Linked DNA regions of Zea mays: regions 2, 3 and 4 are each linked to region 1. The links are chromatin contacts, called in public Hi-C maps. All regions are on one chromosome and are shown on one strand. The core of a region is the stretch at or near the end of the contact, and the rest is flanking DNA. Distances in the headings are between cores, read along the strand shown. Region 1 holds the start of LOC103642034 (xyloglucan endotransglucosylase/hydrolase protein 24). Region 2 holds the start of LOC100281870 (60S ribosomal protein L7-like). Region 3 holds the start of LOC100277867. Region 4 holds the start of LOC100285033 (zinc finger, C3HC4 type family protein).

What was found. Hi-C and Micro-C count contacts between places; a contact is called where the count stands out from the background.
Region 2: a contact with region 1 is called in a Hi-C map of bundle sheath, with 3 times the contacts expected there. The contact joins the promoter of LOC100281870 here to the promoter of LOC103642034 in region 1. A contact is called at or near these places in 2 of 25 Hi-C or Micro-C datasets (bundle sheath and leaf).
Region 3: a Hi-C map of tassel shows a contact between it and region 1, with 10 times the contacts expected there. The contact joins the promoter of LOC100277867 here to the promoter of LOC103642034 in region 1. A contact is called at or near these places in 4 of 25 Hi-C or Micro-C datasets (ear, leaf and tassel).
Region 4: a contact with region 1 is called in a Hi-C map of ear, with 3 times the contacts expected there. The contact joins the promoter of LOC100285033 here to the promoter of LOC103642034 in region 1. A contact is called at or near these places in 4 of 25 Hi-C or Micro-C datasets (bundle sheath, ear, endosperm and 1 more).

Annotation. Positions count from the first base shown.
Region 1 is chr10:143,449,780-143,454,558 of Zm-B73-REFERENCE-NAM-5.0, reverse strand. It overlaps LOC103642034 (xyloglucan endotransglucosylase/hydrolase protein 24), which reads left to right and starts at 3,067. Exons shown (of 3, transcript XM_008665343.4): 1 at 3,067-3,600; 2 at 3,724-3,923; 3 at 4,026-4,592. The coding sequence starts at 3,319. The coding sequence ends at 4,365.
Region 2 is chr10:143,587,019-143,591,765 of Zm-B73-REFERENCE-NAM-5.0, reverse strand. It overlaps LOC100281870 (60S ribosomal protein L7-like), which reads right to left and starts at 1,539. Exons shown (of 7, transcript NM_001374448.1): 1 at 1,438-1,539; 2 at 1,158-1,337; 3 at 525-622; 4 at 383-440; 5 at 212-291. The coding sequence starts at 1,337.
Region 3 is chr10:143,308,363-143,312,903 of Zm-B73-REFERENCE-NAM-5.0, reverse strand. LOC100277867 reads left to right here and starts at 1,775. Exons shown (of 2, transcript NM_001151323.2): 1 at 1,775-2,134; 2 at 3,447-4,034. The coding sequence starts at 2,050. The coding sequence ends at 3,664.
Region 4 is chr10:143,262,066-143,266,908 of Zm-B73-REFERENCE-NAM-5.0, reverse strand. LOC100285033 (zinc finger, C3HC4 type family protein) reads left to right here and starts at 1,962. Exons shown (of 6, transcript NM_001157928.1): 1 at 1,962-2,073; 2 at 3,055-3,167; 3 at 3,592-4,381; 4 at 4,479-4,550; 5 at 4,693-4,839. The coding sequence starts at 3,605.

The DNA of each region.
Region 1 (4,779 bases), core at 1,818-4,317:
CCTGCAGAAGTGGTCAGATCGACTCAAGGAAGAAGGGACAGCACTGCTGGAGATCCAGGGCGCGGCGCGGGGCCGCACCAACCACACCAGTGCCGCTTCTTCTCCGGGAAGTGTCTGCGCCTGCGGGCGGGATGACTGGAGAGGAGCATATCACCTCCGCCGCTGCAGGCTGCAGCGACAGAAATCGAGGCCGCCCTAGCTTCTCCGTCAGAGCAGAGGACACAAGGTCAGATGTCCCGAGGGCCGAGAATCGACAGGTATAGCCGTATAGTGAAGAGTTTGAGGATCCAGTAAGTATCCATGTAAATTTCGTTTTTTTTTCTTTCTTTTTGGTTTGGAGCTTCTGTCCCAACACCCGTGACTGGGTTTCTGAAGATCGCAAACTAAACACAAGTTCAGTTCACTCGTCGTACGTCCTGAGGACGACTATGCTGACCCTGCAAGCGTGTACGCACCTCAACTCGATCAGATCTGTTTCCCGCCAATGAAATTTATTAGTGAAGCCAAATGGATTTATTCGAACTCTGCTTGGGTGCCCGCTGGCTCCATGCTCAGCTGTCAGCTGTCTCTCATTGTGGCTGTTTAGTTGGTAGTGATAGTGAGAGAGTCAGCGGTTTGACTTTGGTGACGGATCTCATCGAACGGTGACTAAGCAGATCTGATTAACTTGAGAACGGTGGCTGTTTAGTTTCTATATTTATTAATTTAGAATTAAGATTAAATAAAATGGAGCGACTAAAAATTAATTTCTAGAAATTAAACATCCTGTACGTCACTCTAGACATCTAGTTTCTGAGATACATAGTGAAAGTTATGGATTATAATTTGAAATAGAAAAGGTAAGTTAGAAAAAATGGCCGTTATATATGTGTTCATTTCATCGCGTAAGGCAAACACCACCTCGTACCGCAGCCGCACACACGGTTTCTCAAGACACCAACGCGACGCATGCTCAATCACGGATTTTTACCGTCTCGGGAGGCGACTGTCTCTAGAAGTCTAGATCACGGAGCCAGGGCCCGCGTGCATGCACTGGCCACTGGTGTTCACATGTGCCACCAGCAGCTCTGCATCTGCTCGGTATCACTCGGCATCGCCCGCGTTCCAGCAAGGGGCGAGAGTAATATGGATCTGGTCAGCTAGAAGTGGATATCGAGCCTCGGCTCGACCGAAGCTTCAGCTGGCTTGTTAAAGGAAAAAGGTGCCTCGGTTCGACTCGTTAAGCAATCGAGCTAGAAAACCAGCTTAGCTCGGCTTGTTTGCGAGCTTGAACTGGCTCGTTTAGCTTGCGAGCCACAATAAAAAATAGTGTGTATATATATATATATATATATATATATATATATATATATATATATATATATATATATATATATATATATATATATATATATATATATATATATATATATATATATATATATATGCACAACAATATAATCAACTGCTACTTAACTTTATACTAATTTAACACTAGAAAAGACTAACGATACTCATAATTTTATACATCACATCATTTAAATTCTAAATTAACATATTTCATCACTTATTAATTCATCCAATATATATAGGATTTGTTTTACAGATAAATGCTAGCTCATTCGAGCTAACGAGCTGGCTCGTTAACGAACCGAGCTGAGATGTTAGTTCATCTTATGATAAAATTGAAATGAGTCGAGTCGAACCGAACTGATCACAAATCGAGCGAGCTCACGGTCAATGAGTATTTTGTCCAGCCTTAGCGTCCGCCCATTGCCGGTGCTGCTGCTTCCAAATTTTCGCTTCTTCTTCCACGCGCGCCGACAAATAGTGGGTAAGATAAGGGGTGTTTGACTGGTGAGTGTTGTTTCGTAGAGAGAAAACGAAATAGGAAAAGAACCCACTCGTAGCTTTGGTAGGTCAAAATCCCAATGCGTGGACTACGGGCCGACCCTACGGGGGCCAAAAGCCCAAAACAGAGCGTGCGGGGCAGTTGGTGGGCCGACCACGACCAGAGCGTACGAAGTAGTAGTGGTCGAAAGCCGAAAGACTCCATCTGGGCAGCTTGGCAACGCGAGTTTCTCGCTCGGTCACCGCCGCACCTGCATCGAGCGGCTCGCCGGCTCCAATTGTACTGCCGATGCCCCACGGACTTTAGAGATGGCAATGGGTACCCGAAACCCGATGGGTTTTTATCCCATTAGGGTATGAGTTTTGGTCAATTTTCATACCCATGGGTTTGTTAATGGGCATAAATCTATACCCAGCGGGTTTATAGGTACGGGTTTGTTCCTATAGTACCCAAACCCGTGAACCCGTGTGTTTTTTAAACCCGACCAAACCTAGTGCATATTGTCATTTTATTTTATAAACGAACAACAAACTTGTTATTCCTTATTTACTTCATAATTTTTATCAATTGGTGAATGTATCAGTAGTCGGTGAGAGTGTTGCTTGCTTGCTATTATAGTTTTTACTAGCGTTATATATGTGGTGGATGGATAACTTAGTGTAAGGTCACTTAATTATACAACTTATTATTTGTATTTCATTTTCTCTACTAATAATTTTTATACCAAATCATGAACTCGTTGTTCATTATATAAATTTTGGATCATGATATCATTTATCGTTACGATACTTATTGATTATGAGAAGAACAAGTATATCACGAGAGCTCGGATAACAAGCAGTATCGAGTATCATTCCTCAGGTTGGAATGATTGCTACGAACCGGTGCTGCTCTGCTTCGATGCATGATGCTGTGGCGGACAGACATTGGTCAGTCAGTTTAAAACCGATGCCTGCCCACATGAGCAGATCGGCAAGAATCCCCCAGAAACCCGTCCTAGGAGCACATTGCAGCAGTTGGCTGCCAGCCAGTCGCGTGCGGCGTCCGCCGGTGCTGCTGCTGCTGCTTCCTGCGTCTCCCGTCTGGGGCTCTGCTCGTCAGCTATCTGTATTACCCCACCGTGGACCGTGGTCGTCTCGCGCGCGCAGCGGCGCCCGCACCCGCACCGGCAGTCCGGCACAGCAACACGAGAGGCTGGCAGGCACACAGCCCCGCTGTCGTCGCCGCATCGCCAGCCGTGCGCGCTCTGCTCTGCCGGTCTGCCCTGTCCTACGTCCGCGCCTCGATCCTTATTACCTGCCCGCGGACTCTATATATAAGCCTTGTGGCGAGAGCGAGACACGCATATCCTCCATCTCACTACCATCTTCGATCCATCTCTTGCCTGCTACTAGCCTTCTCTTCACCTCACTCACCAGCTCTTCGAAACATATATTTTTTCTTCAAAAAAAAAAAGAGCCTGAGCCGGCCGGTGCGAGGCTTAAGCAATGTCGAGCGCTTTTAGCTCGAGGGCACGCGTGCTGCTGGCGCTGCTTCTGGGGCTCTACGCCGCCTGCGCGGCGGCGGCGGCCAGGGTCGACGACGGCCTGGAGCTGACGTGGGGCGACGGCCGCGGGAGCGTGTCGCCCGACGGCCAGGTCCTGACGCTGTCGCTCGACCACACCTCCGGCTCCGGGTTCCGCTCCAAGGACACCTTCCTCTTCGCGCGCGCCGACGTGCAGATCAAGCTCGTCCCCAACAACTCCGCCGGCACGGTCACCACCTTCTACGTAAGCTAGCTAGCTTCCAGTTTCAGCAACGCATCCGCGAGCACGAGCACCAGTGCACCACCACCTAACGTCCTGACCTGACAACGGCCGGGTTTATTTTCTGACGATCGACGGTGCATGCAGTTCGTCTCGGAGGGCCCGTGGGATGTGCACGACGAGGTCGACCTCGAGTTCCTGGGCAACGTGAGCGGCCAGCCGTACACGCTGCACACCAACGTGTACGCCGGCGGCAGCGGCAGCCGGGAGCAGCAGTTCCACCTCTGGTTCGACCCCACCGCCGACTTCCACACCTACTCCATCGAGTGGACGCAGCAGCACATCCTGTAAGCGCTCCGCTCGCAGACGCCATATATGCACCGTACCATCCATCGCCGACGGCCGACGCCGATCTAACAACGTGGCGTGCTGATGACATATGCACGCAGCGTGCTGGTGGACGGGACGCCGGTCCGGGAGTTCAAGAACCACGCGGACTGGGGCGTGCCGTACCCGTCGTCGCAGGGGATGCGCCTGTACGGCTCGCTGTGGAACGCCGAGGACTGGGCCACGCAGGGCGGCCGCGTCAAGACGGACTGGTCGCAGGCCCCCTTCGTGGCGCAGTACCGCAACTTCACGGCGGCGGCCGGCGGTGGGTACGGGCTGCAGATGGACGCGGCGGCGCAGCAGGCGATGAAGTGGGCGCGAGACAACTACATGGTGTACGACTACTGCGCCGACGCCAAGCGCTTCCCGCTGGGCGTCCCTCCCGAGTGCTCCATGCCGTAGCCGTGTAGGCAGCGTAGAGATGGGCTAACACCACGATGCACTTTGATTGCGATGTCGACGATCAGAGCACACTATACGACAGGGCTATATATACACGCATAGATTATGTGTAGTCCCACATTCATTGTTTATACTAATCGATTCTTTGGTGTGAAATAACATTGTAGTAGGAGATGATTCATTTGGTTGGTTGCAAGAGAATCGTTGAAAGCAATCGATTATGCTTATACGCAAGCTCGGTTTCAGTAAGTTGGCCACTGGAGCAGCAGCACGTCCCTTGCTTTCCTCGGGAAACCAGAGCTCGTTACTTGATCCTAGGTGGTGTAGTAGCTTTGCGTGTATACAGTTCGTACTACAAGTCTACAAACCTCTCCCGTCTCTTATAATATATGTACTACCTACGAATCAAAATAC
Region 2 (4,747 bases), core at 290-2,789, 140 kb before region 1:
ACAAGAACTGAAGTACTGAACATAGAAACTCACAGCCTTGATTAAGATTGCAATCTAAGTCCACATTTAGTATTTTAACACACTATTCTATTGTAAAAATTCACTCAAGCAACAAGTGCAACAGTATGATCTGCTTTCAACTCTGTATTTTCAATGGAGGATATATCAAAATAAGCGGCAACGGAAGAATTAAATCAGCTAGAAAACTTACCCATATGCAACATATGGCTCAACCCTGCGTAGCATGTTAATAGTCGCCTTGTTGACTTTGAGGAACACACCATTGAAGATCTAAAATAAACAAATGTTCAGTTTTACAAACAATCAGACAAAATTATAATAGCAGCAATGCAATTGTAAAAACAGACATCAGTGAACACACCTGCCTCAATCGCAGAAGCTGCAAGATCTTCCTGGTCTTAGGGTGCATGGCGTTAATACTGTAGTTTCAACAGAAATGGAAAACAGCATAAGCATACAAATTCATCCTCTGTAAAATACTGGCATATGAACCTGAGACTCACCCCCGGATGCGGACCACAAAGAGCAGCTTTGCTTCAGGACTGACATAGAAACCACCCTTCAAACGGGCCTCACGCTTAAGCTGCACCAGTTCCTTCTCCTGCTCCAAGCATCCCCATAAGCACACAGATAACACATCCGGGTTCTCTTTCATCAGGCATATGAAGAATGCCAACGACCCTAAATGCTAGATGGTCTACTGATAATAACATCATAGGCAACTATAATGACCAAAAATATTCTAGATTGCTTACAGTTGGGACGATCGTACTTGTCCAACGAATAGATTCTAAAATGATTGTGCTCGGACATCTTGCAACAAAAGCATTAACCACATGCGTTCCAAATGCACTAAGCAATATAACAGTTTGTTGTACACTAAGCAGAGCAGCTAACCGGTCCTACTGCTGCTACTTTGGCCAACACATTTCTTACTACTACAACCATTGACAGCAACCGATCATGTTACGTAGTAGCATTCGCATAACTCGCTCCGTATCAGCGTAAGGCCACGGCCCAACCCAATCAAACACAGATTCCACAGGCCATGAGGATGAAAACGGCATGCCGCACATAAGCCCTACCAACCACCCCGCACGAATAGTCTACAGGCAGGTTAGGAGCGGCGATCTGACCTGGGCATCGTATTCCTCGGCGTACTGCTTTGCGCGGGTGAAGATGAGCTTGCGGCTCTCGATGGACTTCTTCTTCTCGACTAGGGCCTTCTCCTTCTTCTCGGTGGCCCACTGTTCCTCGCGCTTCCGCTTGCGGAGCACAGACTCCGGCACCGCCACCTTCGACGCCACGGACGACATCTGCATGGCCACAGGCCAACCAACGCGCAGCTCCTCAGCCACAGATCCAAACGCGAAGTAAACAACGAGGGCGGCAATGGCGTGCGGCGCGCTGGCTTACCTTACCTGGGCGAGCTGCGTATGAGAGGGATACGCGGGGAGAGCGGCGAGCGGAGGTGGACGCAGGCGGCGCAGGGCGAGGGAAATGGGAAGAGCGGTTTATGTAGGAGGGGTTCGGTGGCTAGGGTTTGTGGAGGTGATCCGACGGATGGGGATTGTTTGGGCCCACGGCGTGGCGTGTGTTGGTGGGCTGGTGGAAACAGGTGAGCTTGAGTGGAGGCTATCGTGGGCCGTGAGATTGTTGGGTCCAGCGCTTCGTAAGTTCGGATCGTTTAACACGATTACACGAGTAGTGCCGGAGCGGACCGGAAAACAACGCTCTGCTTGGACCTGGACGTGCATGCACCGTGGGGTGTGGACGCCGTGCGGACTTACAAGTTACAACAACAACTGTCGTGGCCATTCTATTTCTGAATTCTGAGCATTCTCTCCGGAAAACTTGGGCTATGCTGAGCCTGAATGCCCATGGAGCATGGTTGCGTCGCTCTAAAATAAGGTCCACGAAGGATCATTTTCCATTTAATCGAAAGAAATGCATATAACTCTTACACTATCTCCTGACTACCTATCTCACTATCTATCTTAATCCCTATTTCAAACTTCATCTTATAAACAATATCATCTATAATAATCCATAATTCAAACTTCATTTTATAAACAGTATTATCTATAATACAAAACATTTATACGTTTTATTGAAGTTGGTCTAGGCCTTATTCGAAAATATTGTATTGTTTCTGGCTGAAAGTTCATTCCATCCGTAATTCTATTTACACAAGGATACAGAGATAATATTTTTCATTGGTAACACCTGCTATTTTAGGGGTGCAAAGAAAACCAGCTATGCAAACATCTGCTGAATATGAAGTGCGAATATAGCATACACACGCATTCTAATAGATATTCTAATAAACTGTTCAGAACCTTAATAAAAAGTCACAAAAGGTATTATAAAAACTAGATAGCGTGGTTTTTTCATGGCTAATTTATTTTTTAGTGGTGAAAAAAGTATTTGACAATTAAATTTTCTATGTGATCATCATATAATCAAACTATCGGAAATTATTATTATTATTATTATATATACTTTATTATTTATTCTATGAATATATCAAATTACAATTTCTAATTTACACTATAACAAGACATATAAAAAGGAGAAAAAATCACGAATATTTTCATTTTTTCATCTTTTAATTTTAAATGGTTTAGAATTAAATTTTGATATATTGACAGACAAATAATAAACTTATTATAAATTTTATAACCTTTGATAATATGATCGTACGACGATTAGACGAGAAGTTTAGTTGTACAACTGTTTATTACTTTTAGTGTAGTACTAATTACATAGGTTAGAAAAAACCTTCTTCACAGTTAAGATGAGCAACAGTATATTTTTTAAGTGTCAATGAACTTGGCCTGCAAAAGTCAAAGAGATGGCCCGGGAAGCAGCGTCAGGTTCAGGTATTCTGACTACGGTTTTAGGGCATGTACATCCTCGTTAAAGGAAGCCTATCTTAAGAGGTTTATAGGGATTAAGTATAAAAAAATAAAAGATAGAGTCTTGGTGAATAGTCTATGTCTTCACGATTTTCTATATTTATTATCTGTATTTTTATAGGTTTAGTTGTTTCTTGGATTTAGAAAACCATTGTCTCTAGTAAGGTTGTCATAGTTCACTTCTCGATCTGCCGGAATAACTTATATTGTGTGTTTGTTGTCATAGACTCATAATTTATCCCGCAGTCTTTCGATCTGTCACGTTTTGACTGAGGTATGGAGTTTGATCACTCGATAGTGCTAGACTGCCGCCAGCGCTACAGCAGCAGCAGCAGCAATGCCTTGCAGACATCCTTTTCAGGCCGTCCAATTTTAATCGCGTCGAGCCGTCGACGACCATCTCCCCCCGCCTCAGCTCGTCGCTGTCAGCAGAGACGATCCTCTCTGCCCATTTTAATTATTTGTATCATGCATGTGTAAGTGTAACGTCGATGCGCTCCTGTACTTTGTGTACTTCCGTGTCACCAACCAAGCTGGACACGTCACACGTACGACGACCATCTTTGACCCTTTGCATGCCAGAGATGGCACTGCCGGCCGCACGTCGCTGCTGCCACGTGCATCCGACGCGCGGTCGGCGTGCCGCGTGCGTGGCCAGCTCCATACGATCATCACGCATACACTAACGTGTCTGGCTAACCACTCGCGAGTCGCGACCTGTTATTAGCAGCCGATAATGCGCTAATAATAACGCGTGCTTCATGTAGTAGAGAAACCATGCTTACGGGCAAGACATTCTTATTTTAGCGTACAGTACAGTGGCCGGCCACAGCGACGATTCCGTGAGAAAGCCACAGCGGATAGCGTTTCACGTGTACTCTAGTCGACCCGGCCGCGACGACAAGTGCGACGCGTGTGTTCAGCAACCTCCGGAATCCACACCCACGTCATCACGAGATTGGTCCGGTTCATCAAGATCGAAGCTTCCCCAAGTAGTATTATTTTTTCTCTCGGCTGGGAGAAGGAATATATAAAAGTTGATGACGAACGATCTGCATTCTACAAGCGTCTCGAGAGTGCTGCTACCAGCGCATCGTCGCTTTGGACGTTCGGTCGATATGCTGATCTTGCTCTTGCCTTATTACGTGCGAAAAATTCCAACCGGCCCACCACCATCCCACGATCTTTTTTTTTTCAAAGTCGAACGATGCAATTCACTTGCCCGCCTTTTCTGTAGGTTGTATACACGTACTTACAATGCTTTTGAACGTGCGCTTAGTTTGGCTATGCTTTGTCTGTAAGTTTTGGCTACGCCTTTTCTTACCTCTGTTTTCCTACCGAAAAGGCTCTTCGGCTACGGCTCGTGGGGGTTCAGACTTGGGTGTCCTAGCTCCGTTCCAACCGCTTTCGAAAGCAGTTAGGCCTACTTCTTATTTGGAACTCCCGTCGTTTAAAAAGTGGACAGCACTTAAAAGTGGTTCTAAATTTAAGCTATTTTTCTACTTTTAAAAGCTTTGTCGTTTAAAAAAGGGATCTAGATTTTTTTTTTCAGATCTACCATAGAGTAGCTTCACTAATAAATCTAAAATAAACCTGAGATTTACTATAAAAAAGTACTGTAGATATGAATCTAAGATTTACTATAAAAAACACTATGGATAGATTAGAGGTGAAAGTTCCACGTATCATTTTGATAACTGAGATAATTAGTCGACTAAATTTCACTGCAGCGTTTTAATGAACTAGGTTAAGTCTACACCTAAGAGTGAACAGTAACTTTGAAAATAATCTTGGTGGCTATAAAGGAT
Region 3 (4,541 bases), core at 526-3,025, 140 kb after region 1:
CTTTGATCTTGCTCGTCTTGAGCAAGATGGCGTACTTCTTCAGTGGCTTCGTCAATCTGCCTCTGAAGATCAGTCAGTCGGGCCATCTTCTCCTTCTTCCTTTGTACTTGTTGATGGATTATCTCCATGTTTCTGATTTCTTGGTCCAACTCCTCCTCCTAGAGTGTTAGGCTAGTGGCCTTCCTCTTCTAGCTTCGAGCCTCTCGAAGAGAAAGGGTCTCCTGATTTGGGTCCAGTGGCTGTAGTGCGGTAGTCCCTGGCGCTGAAGCTTTCTTCGGCGGCATGACGAAGGTCAGTGCTTGCCGAAGGTGGTCGAAAAGGGTTCATCGGAGGTGGGCGCCAATGTTGGAGACTTGCTCTTAAATGCTATAAATTGAGAACAAGGCAACACAAAAAGCAGGTTACTTGTTAATGTTCTTCGTCCTTCGAAATATTATTTCCTTAAGGACATAATGATCTTCGAACGAAGATCATGAAAGACATACCTCCATCATTTCAACATATATATATATATATATATATATATATATATCAAGAGCGAATGAGACATGTAAAACATAAGGGATAAACGTATAACATCATCATATACATTTCTTATTATATAATCATAAATAAATGATGACAATATTGAATTACATTTGTACCTTCGACTTGACAGAAAGTGAAAGTACAAGCGTGACGTAAAAATGAGTATCAGTCCACGTGAACAGTACGGGGGTACTGTTCATCTATTTATAGGCATAGGACACAGCCTTTGAGAAATTACAATTATGTCCTTTATATTTACTATTGGCTTATAAAAAATATATGAGGACTGAACAGTCTTTTCCCTTTTAAGTCGGTCCCCTTTTCTGCGATTTTGCCGAAGCTCCCTTTCGCACAACTTCGGAGCGACGACAACCTTCGTCACGATCAAGCTCCTCATCGTGTATGCTTTTATAATAAATCCGAAGATATCTGTCCATAAACCATACTTAGAAGACATTGTTAAATTATGTTTTTGAGAACTTTCGGAGGACGAAGGCCTCAACACATGGTATAACATGGTATAATAGAATAGCCGTCCATCCAGCAGCCACCCGTCAACGACATGCACAATCCGTCTGCGTTTTCATGTCGCTTTCACTTGTCCATCGCCACCGACCAGTCCCTTGTTTATTGCGTATCCGTCGTAATGACCTTCGCATGCAGTGTGGAACTGTGAATAGATATATAGGATACTACTAGTATAGCGTTTCATCTTTTGGCCCAAAGCTGGTAAATCTGCACCAAAGGAGGGCCTAAACCATGCCAATGCCGCTGCAACAAGTTCAGTCCATGTCCATGCAACGACTACGCAATCTCGTGGCCTAGATAGGGTCTGTAGATAGTCAGAATTTGACGGTGAGATGATGATGCCCCTGTGGAAACAGCCCCCCGTGTCAAACTTTAGCAGGGTACCGAACCCTGACTGGCTGACTGAATGAACGAGAGTGGACCGTGACAGCAGCGCGCGGCCGAAGGAACAAATCCCGTGTCCTTCCTTCCAGTTCCAGACCAGACCTCGTGTGTGTCAACTGTCAAATCCCGTGTCCGAGCCGAGACCAGAGGCATTCCGCATTCGCACGTACGCGTGCGCGCCTATAGCCCACAAGTGTTCGAGTTCGACTGGCGTGTGCCGCCACGAGGCACCGACGCACGCGCCGCTGAGCAGCCTGCGCCTGCCTGCCTGCCTGGCCTGCCAACCTCGCAAAGCCACGGGATAAAAACCAGAGCACGCACGCCCATCCGGAACGCAGGAAATTCTGAGCAGCAGCAGCAGCAGCAGGCAGCAGCCGTCGCGGCCAGGCCAATAACGAACCAACGCACGCAGCCCTGCCTCTGCGCGCGCGCGCGCTGTCTCCACAAACAGCAGCAGGCAGCAGCCACACCTGACCTGACCTGGTCACCGGAGAGGAGAGCGCGCTCGATCATCAATCACTTCATCAGATCAGGGGCAGAGGGCGGCACGTCGGCGGGCGTCGAGCTAGGCTGGCCGCCGCGAGGATCCCGGCGCCCGTGCGCGCTGTCATGGCGTGGTGGCGGAAGAAGGTGGTGTCCCCGGCGCGCCGCGCGTGGGCCGCCGTCTCCACCCGCGTCCGCGCGCGCAACGCAGGTATGCACGCGGCACTGTATATGCCGCCCCATCCCTCGAACGCCCTCAGTACCCTGCTCGTTCGGTCTCGTGTTTTCCAAACAGATCGTTGACATACATATATAGCTGGCTGCTTCAGTACTACTAGCTTCTTGATCATACCTAGATATAATGATGATGATGATACATGAGCCACTTTGGCTGAACAATAGATCCTGCAACTGCAACAAGGTAATACTAGGAAGTAGCATGCGTTGACTCCTCGCCGATTTTCATTCCAATCTGCGGAGGGGCTACGCTAGCTCACCAAACTTTTAATGCTGTCAGAGGAAGTCAACCTGGTACACGATGCACATGCACCCACCAAACCAAGTGCTCACGAGGCAGATGGCGCTCGCCAACCGCGGACGCGGAGTATCTTCTTCTGCGGCTCTGCCAGACAGAAAACTGACCAATGCAGATGAGATGACCCCCCACACTCTCACTCCTATCCCCGATCGTCTGGCCAGCGGCTCTCCCAGATCTGCAGCTGATGAGCGCCAGCGCCAGCGGCACGCGCAGATCTCATGTCTCAGTCGATCGGGGACAACGACAGCCATACAACCGTAGGGAACCTGGGCTTCTGTCCCTTCAATATAAAATTCAGCCACCTCCCGTTGCGGTGTGAACCTGGGCTTGTTGCACTTTGCAGTTGCGGCGGAGCAGAGGACGAGCAGCTGCAGACTGATCTGAGAATCTTGTCTTCTTCTAAAGTACTCGTAGCTAGCAAGATTTTAGTTACTAGTATACTTACATGACGTAGCAAGGGTGGCCGCTGAGCTTTGCTTTCTGCACCTGGGTGGCGGTATAAATCTTGTCTTCTTCTAAAGTACTCGTAGCCGCTTCGCTTTCTGCCCCTGGGTGGCCGTCCGTTGGATGGATTGTCCTCGGTGCGGGGCAAGTGTGTGTGTGGTGCTCGTTCCCGGCCGGTCAGGATTTGACATGCCGGATGCTGATCGAAACGGAATAAAGTCCATGTCTCGTGTCCATGGACGGTTGCTGGTCTGGTGGTGAGAACTCGTACTCCGGAAGGAGATGTTCTTGGTTGAGTCCTTCCCTCTGGAGGACTCTTGATTGGACTGTAGGTTGTACTAGAAGATAAGGATGATGAAGCTTAAGGTTTCACACGAGTTGCTGTCGCGGTAGAGTATCGAATGCGGGACGGAAGAGATGGTGTGTGTCTGTCGATCCTCTTACCGTCCGTTTCATGCCAGGCTGCTAGCTTTCTGTTGGAAGTTGGAACCCCCTGCAATAAAATCCTTAAAATCCTCTTATCCCTGGAACCCCCCTGCAGGCAGCAGCGGCAGCATACTGAAGCTCCACGAGGACGTGCAGACCTGTGGATACAGGGACGTGCAGGTGATGTTCGACATCCTCACCTCGGAGCTGGAGGCGTCAACACAGCGCCCCGCCGTCAAGCACCAACACCAGCAGCAGCAGCGCAAGCGGCGGCCGCCGCCGCCGCCGTGGCCCAGCCACCGCTCATCCTCCGTGATCGCGGCCGCGCAGTAGACGACGCGGACGTGGAGCGGGAAGCTGCGCGCGTTAATTAATAAGCAAGCAGTAAAGACTGGCACTGGACGCACACGTTTTGGTGCCATGCATGCAGGGTGTAGTCGTCCGTCCCCCTGCCCTGCCCGTCTCTCCGGCGACGGAGCCAACAAGTCCAGCAGCGTCAAGGTAGATCGAGTGTCATGAGCTGGCTGCTCATCTGAATGTGCGCCTGTACATACTCCATAGCAGCACCTGTGCTGGATTTTTTTTTTCTCGATACTCGGAGAAATAGATGGACGGAGCAAGAGGGGCTTGTTTTTTGTTTTCAGGTGTCTTATGTCTGGTTCTGGTGCCGTTCTGTGCGGTTCATAAGGCCTTTACCAATCTCTGAAGGCATTTCTTTTTCTCAAGTGAGACGATGTTAGTTAGTAGTAACATGCGGATGCTGGTTCCTCGGTTGACTTTTATACATAGACGGAGACGGCCAAGCAAAGGAGCCCAGTTGACATTTAGCAGAAGGATTAATAAGGCATGCCCAGAACTAAAGGCCGCCCCGAAGAATTCAGTGGAGCTACATTGCAGTGCAGGGAGTTCCCTCCCAATTCCACTTTAGGGCTACTTTGGAACTCAGTGGAGCTGGAGCTTTACATGGGAAGGAAACCTCCAAGGGTTTGTGTGTGTGTGTGTGTGTGTGTGGGTACAAATCTCTTGGAAGAATGATTTTGTGTGATGGAGCAGATGCATTGAAGCGCTGCGCGCCTGTGCTAACCGGAGAACCTAACAAGGAGACATCACGTAGGAGTCTAGGATAGGGTTATCGGCTGGGCTGATGATTATTGTTCCGCCATGCTGTGCCGTGTTGAATCATCACACCAACACACACACATACTGAAAG
Region 4 (4,843 bases), core at 713-3,212, 190 kb after region 1:
TTAACGCAAAGGTGGCCTGACACCTTTATCCTGACGCGCGCCCCCCGACAGAGCTGAAGTGACCGCCGTCACTTCGCCGCTCCACTGACCGGTCTGACAGAAGGACAGCGCCGCCTGCGCCACTCCGACTGCAGTGCCACTTGACAGAGTGAGACTGACAGGCAGTCAGGCCCTGCCAAAGGCGCCATAGGAAACTCCGCTCCGCCCGACCCAGGGCTCGGACTCGGGCTAAGCCCCGGAAGACGGCGAACTCCGCTCCGCCCGACCCAGGGCTCGGACTCGGGCTAAGCCCTGGAAGATGGCGAACTCCGCTCCGCCCGACCCAGGGCTCGGACTCGGGCTAAGCCCCGGAAGACGGCGAACTCCGCTCCGCCCGACCCAGGGCTCGGACTCGGGCTAAGCCCCGGAAGACGGCGAACTCCGCTCCGCCCGACCCAGGGCTCGGACTCGGGCTAAGCCCCGGAAGACGGCGAACTCCGCTCCGCCCGACCTAGGGCTTGGACTCGGGCTAGGCCCCGGAAGACGGCGAACTCCGCTCCGCCCGACCTAGGGCTCGGACTCGGGCTCAGCCCCAGAAGACGACGAACTCCGCTTCGCCCGACCCCAGGGCTCGGACTCCGCCCTAGCCTCTGCCGAACAACCTCCGCCTCGCCCGACCCAGGGGCTCGGGCTCGGCCTCGGCCATGGAAGACAGACTCGACCTCGGCTTCAGAGGAGCCTCCACGTCGCCCGACCTAGGGCACAGGCCCGCCACGTCAACAGGAAGCGTCATCATCACCCTACCCCGAGCCGACTCGGGCCGCAGAGAACAAGACCGGTGTCCCATCTGGCTAGCTCCGCCAGATAGGCAATGATGGCGCCCCGCTAGCCCTGTGACGACGGCGGCTCTCAGCTCCCTTACGGAAGCATTGGGACGTCAGCAAGGACTCAACCGCTCCGACAGCTGTCCCTCCGCCAGGCTCCGTTGCTCCTCCGACAGCCACGACATCACACCAGCAGGGTGCCAAGATCTCTCCGGCTGCCACATTGGCATGTACTTAGGGCGCTAGCTCTCCCCCCGCTAGACACGTAGCACTCTGCTACACCCCCATTGTACACCTGGATCCTCTCCTTACGCCTATAAAAGGAAGGACCAGGGCCTTCTTAGAGAAGGTTGGCCGCGCGGGGGCGAGGACGGGGCAGGCGCTCTCTTGGGGCCGCTCGCTTCACTCACCCGCGTGGACGCTTGTAACCTCCTACTGCAAGCGCACCCGACCTGGGCGCGGGACGAACACGAAGGCCGCGGGATTTCCACCTCTCTCACGCCCGTCTCCGGCCACCTCGCTTTCCCCCCTTCGCGCTCGCCCACGCGCTCGACCCATCTGGGCTGGGGCACGCGGCACACTCACTCGTCGGCTTAGGGACCCCCGGTCTCGAAACGCCGACATATAGAAAACTAGCAATGTACGGGACAACTAACTAAATAGTTGATTATGCTCAATAGTTGATCAAACATAGCCTAGATGATGAAAAAAAACACCATTTATTTTTGCGAAAAAGGACCAGAAAACACTAACACTGCTTCACGAAAAGCAGACAAAAAAAAACTCTCAAAAAATGCGCAGGCAACAGGATGGCCGCTTGTCAGTGTCAGCCTCTCCATGGGTCCACTCACTCGACTACTGCCGGCACATTATCGGGCAGGAAATTCGGTGGTGGGGGCGGTCCTGGGCCTTCGTTTGAGCGGGTCCCGTGCCGGGCCATCTCCCCCTCGAGCCGTCGGATTCTGCGCGCGCCCAGCCGCCCAATCCGATCCGACGGCTCCCACACGACCTGCCCCCGCGGGCCCGCCGCCGTCCCTTCCTGCCCGCCACGCCGGCTTCGTCTCCGTCGCCTGTCGCCTCCGCAACCCCCTCCCTCTGTGGCTTGCTTCTTCTTGGCCATGCGTATATAACAACTCCCACCACTCGTGATCTCCTCTTATCGCTCCCTCCCAATTCCTCCCCTCGATTCTCCGGGTCGATCCGGTCGCTGTCCGGCCCGGTTCCAGTGGAGGAGAATCGCCCGGTTTGAAGGAAAGGCTTGGAAAGGAAGGTCGGTCATGGCCGCTCTTTCTCCTTCTTCTTCCTCGTGTTATTTATGTTCTTGTCATGCTACCCGTCGTTTCTTTTACAACCTTTTCGGGTCTGGTTTGGTGTTCTTTGGTTGCTCGTGCCACAGTATGAAACTGGCCTACGAGTTTGCAGTTCACCTTTGAAATTCAGGGTGGTTCTTTCGCGCCTTTCTCGTTCACTTCTTCCGTAGCGACTGCCTGTGCGAGCTGTAGGCGCTGCAAGTTTGGGAATACATACCTGTTACCATCGTGATCGATCGCGCGATAGGTTTTATTGGGTCTTTGAAGATTTGATGGTCCACGAAAGTTCTGGTTTTTTTTTCTTTTGTCTCTGCAATCCAATTCCCTTTCATTTACTATATCAAACTTCCTCTGCTTTTTTTTTCTTATCGCAAAAGAAAGAACGAAAAACTTGCTCTGTTTTCTTCCCCGGATACAGGTCAAAGTCTATCCTCTGAAAGACGGAATCGTTTTCTGCTGCATGTTTCGGTTGCTTCGACTGTCTGAAACCAGCAACTTTCTTTCTCATGCTTTTTTTTTCTCACTTACAAGACAAAGATAATATTTTTCTTATGCGATAAGACAGTTACGATCCCATGGAATCCGTATGTGTCAACCGTCGGGTGCCTCCTACTCCCTCTGTGAATGTCGTTTTAACTTTTTTTTATTAAATTTTGACTGGCTCGGCTTATTAAAAAAAAAAACTCATCATTATCATTTATTTTCATTTTGATTTAGTTTATCATATAGCTTACTTTAACTATGAATTGGATTTTTCTATATTTTCACAAATATTCCGAAAAAGACAAACCGGTCAAAGTTGATGTCAAAAAAAAAATCAAACGACAAATTAATAGTCTCTAAAATTCCCGTAAAGCAAAATCAGTACACCTTTCGGTTTTGGTACATTATTGTGTTGTGTTGTGTCGTGGTATGCAGGCTTGACCAAATTGACCTTTCAGGATAGGAATAATTTCAGACAGGAAGGGGAAAAGGTTGCTAGTACAGCAAATTCGTTTGGGCGCTTTGGTTGTGCTATGAGCAGGCACATATATATCTAGACTGATTATAATAGGTAAACGGATCACCTGACTAATTTGGTTTACTTTGAAGAATTAGAATCTACCTAATAGATTAGACCGTTTGACTTAGAATTTGTCATTTCTTAAATTTCCAATGTTTAGATATAAGTCTATAGGACTGCCATGATGTGCTTCTATAACTTAATTGGTCTGTGCGTAAAGTATGATTATTAAATGAAATTCAATTCCCAGGATCCAAACATGCCAGTAAAATTAATGATAAAGATCATGTTCTTCACTTCTTTGGGTCTGCTGAGCCCATTTTAATCATACAGATTATAGTTTGAAGGCTAAACGGTATTTCAGTTGTTTACATTGGGTATTAATTAAATACTGATATCAGGCATGGTAGGACCTGAATCGGTAATGGTCGTGCTCGGGAAATGTCTGACTTGTTCCTACCACTTCTAACTCCAGGCAGTTATCTGACATGGAGGAGCACATGGGAAGACGAACAGTCGGCGGCCTGCTATTAACCAAGGGAGGATCAATTCTTCTCTTCAGAGAGGACGGTTCGCGCCCCAGGGCCAAGAACTGCTGCTCGCGCCATGGCTGCAGTGGTCATCATTCTGTTGGCAAAGCCAAAGGCAAGGAGGTGCACAGGGCAGCGGTGGCCAATGAATCAACACCGGCTACCCCACGGAGACCAAAGATTTGTAGGAATCCCGACAGAATGCCACCACATGGAACCAGTGCTCCAGGCAGCATCAGCAAGGATGCAGGAGGCTCTTGTAGCGAAACCGGCAACAGGTCAAGAGACACTCCCGGTCCCGGGCGTGATCTACTGGCTCGGCTCAAGGAGAGGGTCAACACATCAAGGAAACGGTCATTGAACAGGGAGAACAGCCCACAGTCACCGAGTGGATTCACTGCTAGTTCCCCGAGCAACAGTCGATCAGTCTCGCTCTCAAGGCCGTCGCACCGGGCAGCTTCGAGGGTAAGAAGAGCTGATGAAGGTGCAAATGCAGGAGCTGACAGTGTGCACAGAAATGGTGCTGGGGGTGCTAGGAGGAGTTCACAGAGGGGTGACGCAGGCTTGCTGCTAGTTGAGCAGCAGGTAGCAAGAAACCATGTGCCTTCTGAAGGGTTTCTTTCTGGGTTCATGGCGAGATACAGAAGCGGGCTTCAGGAAGGGCTTTCGTCCCTGGACGACAGCGTGGAGGATTCAAATGGGTACTTGCGCTTTGATACGGGTGGAATTGAAGAGGTAAGACATTCTATTTCTGTCACTGCACAATAGTCGTGCTAAGTCCAGCAGAGCTATGAAGAGAATGCAAATCGTATGATTACATTGTGCACTGCAGCTCCAGAACTATTTAATATTCAGCGATCGGCACAGAGGAATGAGGATGGATATCGACGGCATGTCCTACGAAGTATGTCTGACGGACGCCATTTTCCCATTTCCTTCTCGCTTCATCCTATTCTCTGTCTTGTCTTCAGTCAGTAAGCAGTTTCTGTTTGTCATGTTTTGTATCTCCAAAGTAGTCATATGATTTGTGACACTCTGCTTTGAAGGAGTTGCTTGCTTTGGGAGAGCGGATTGGTACTGTAAAAACAGGTCTTTCAGACGATGCATTGTCCACGTGCCTAAATAGGAGCCTCTACATGCCCACAGCTCCAGGGTCTCATGAAGATTGTGAAACAAAATGCAGCATATGCCAGGCAA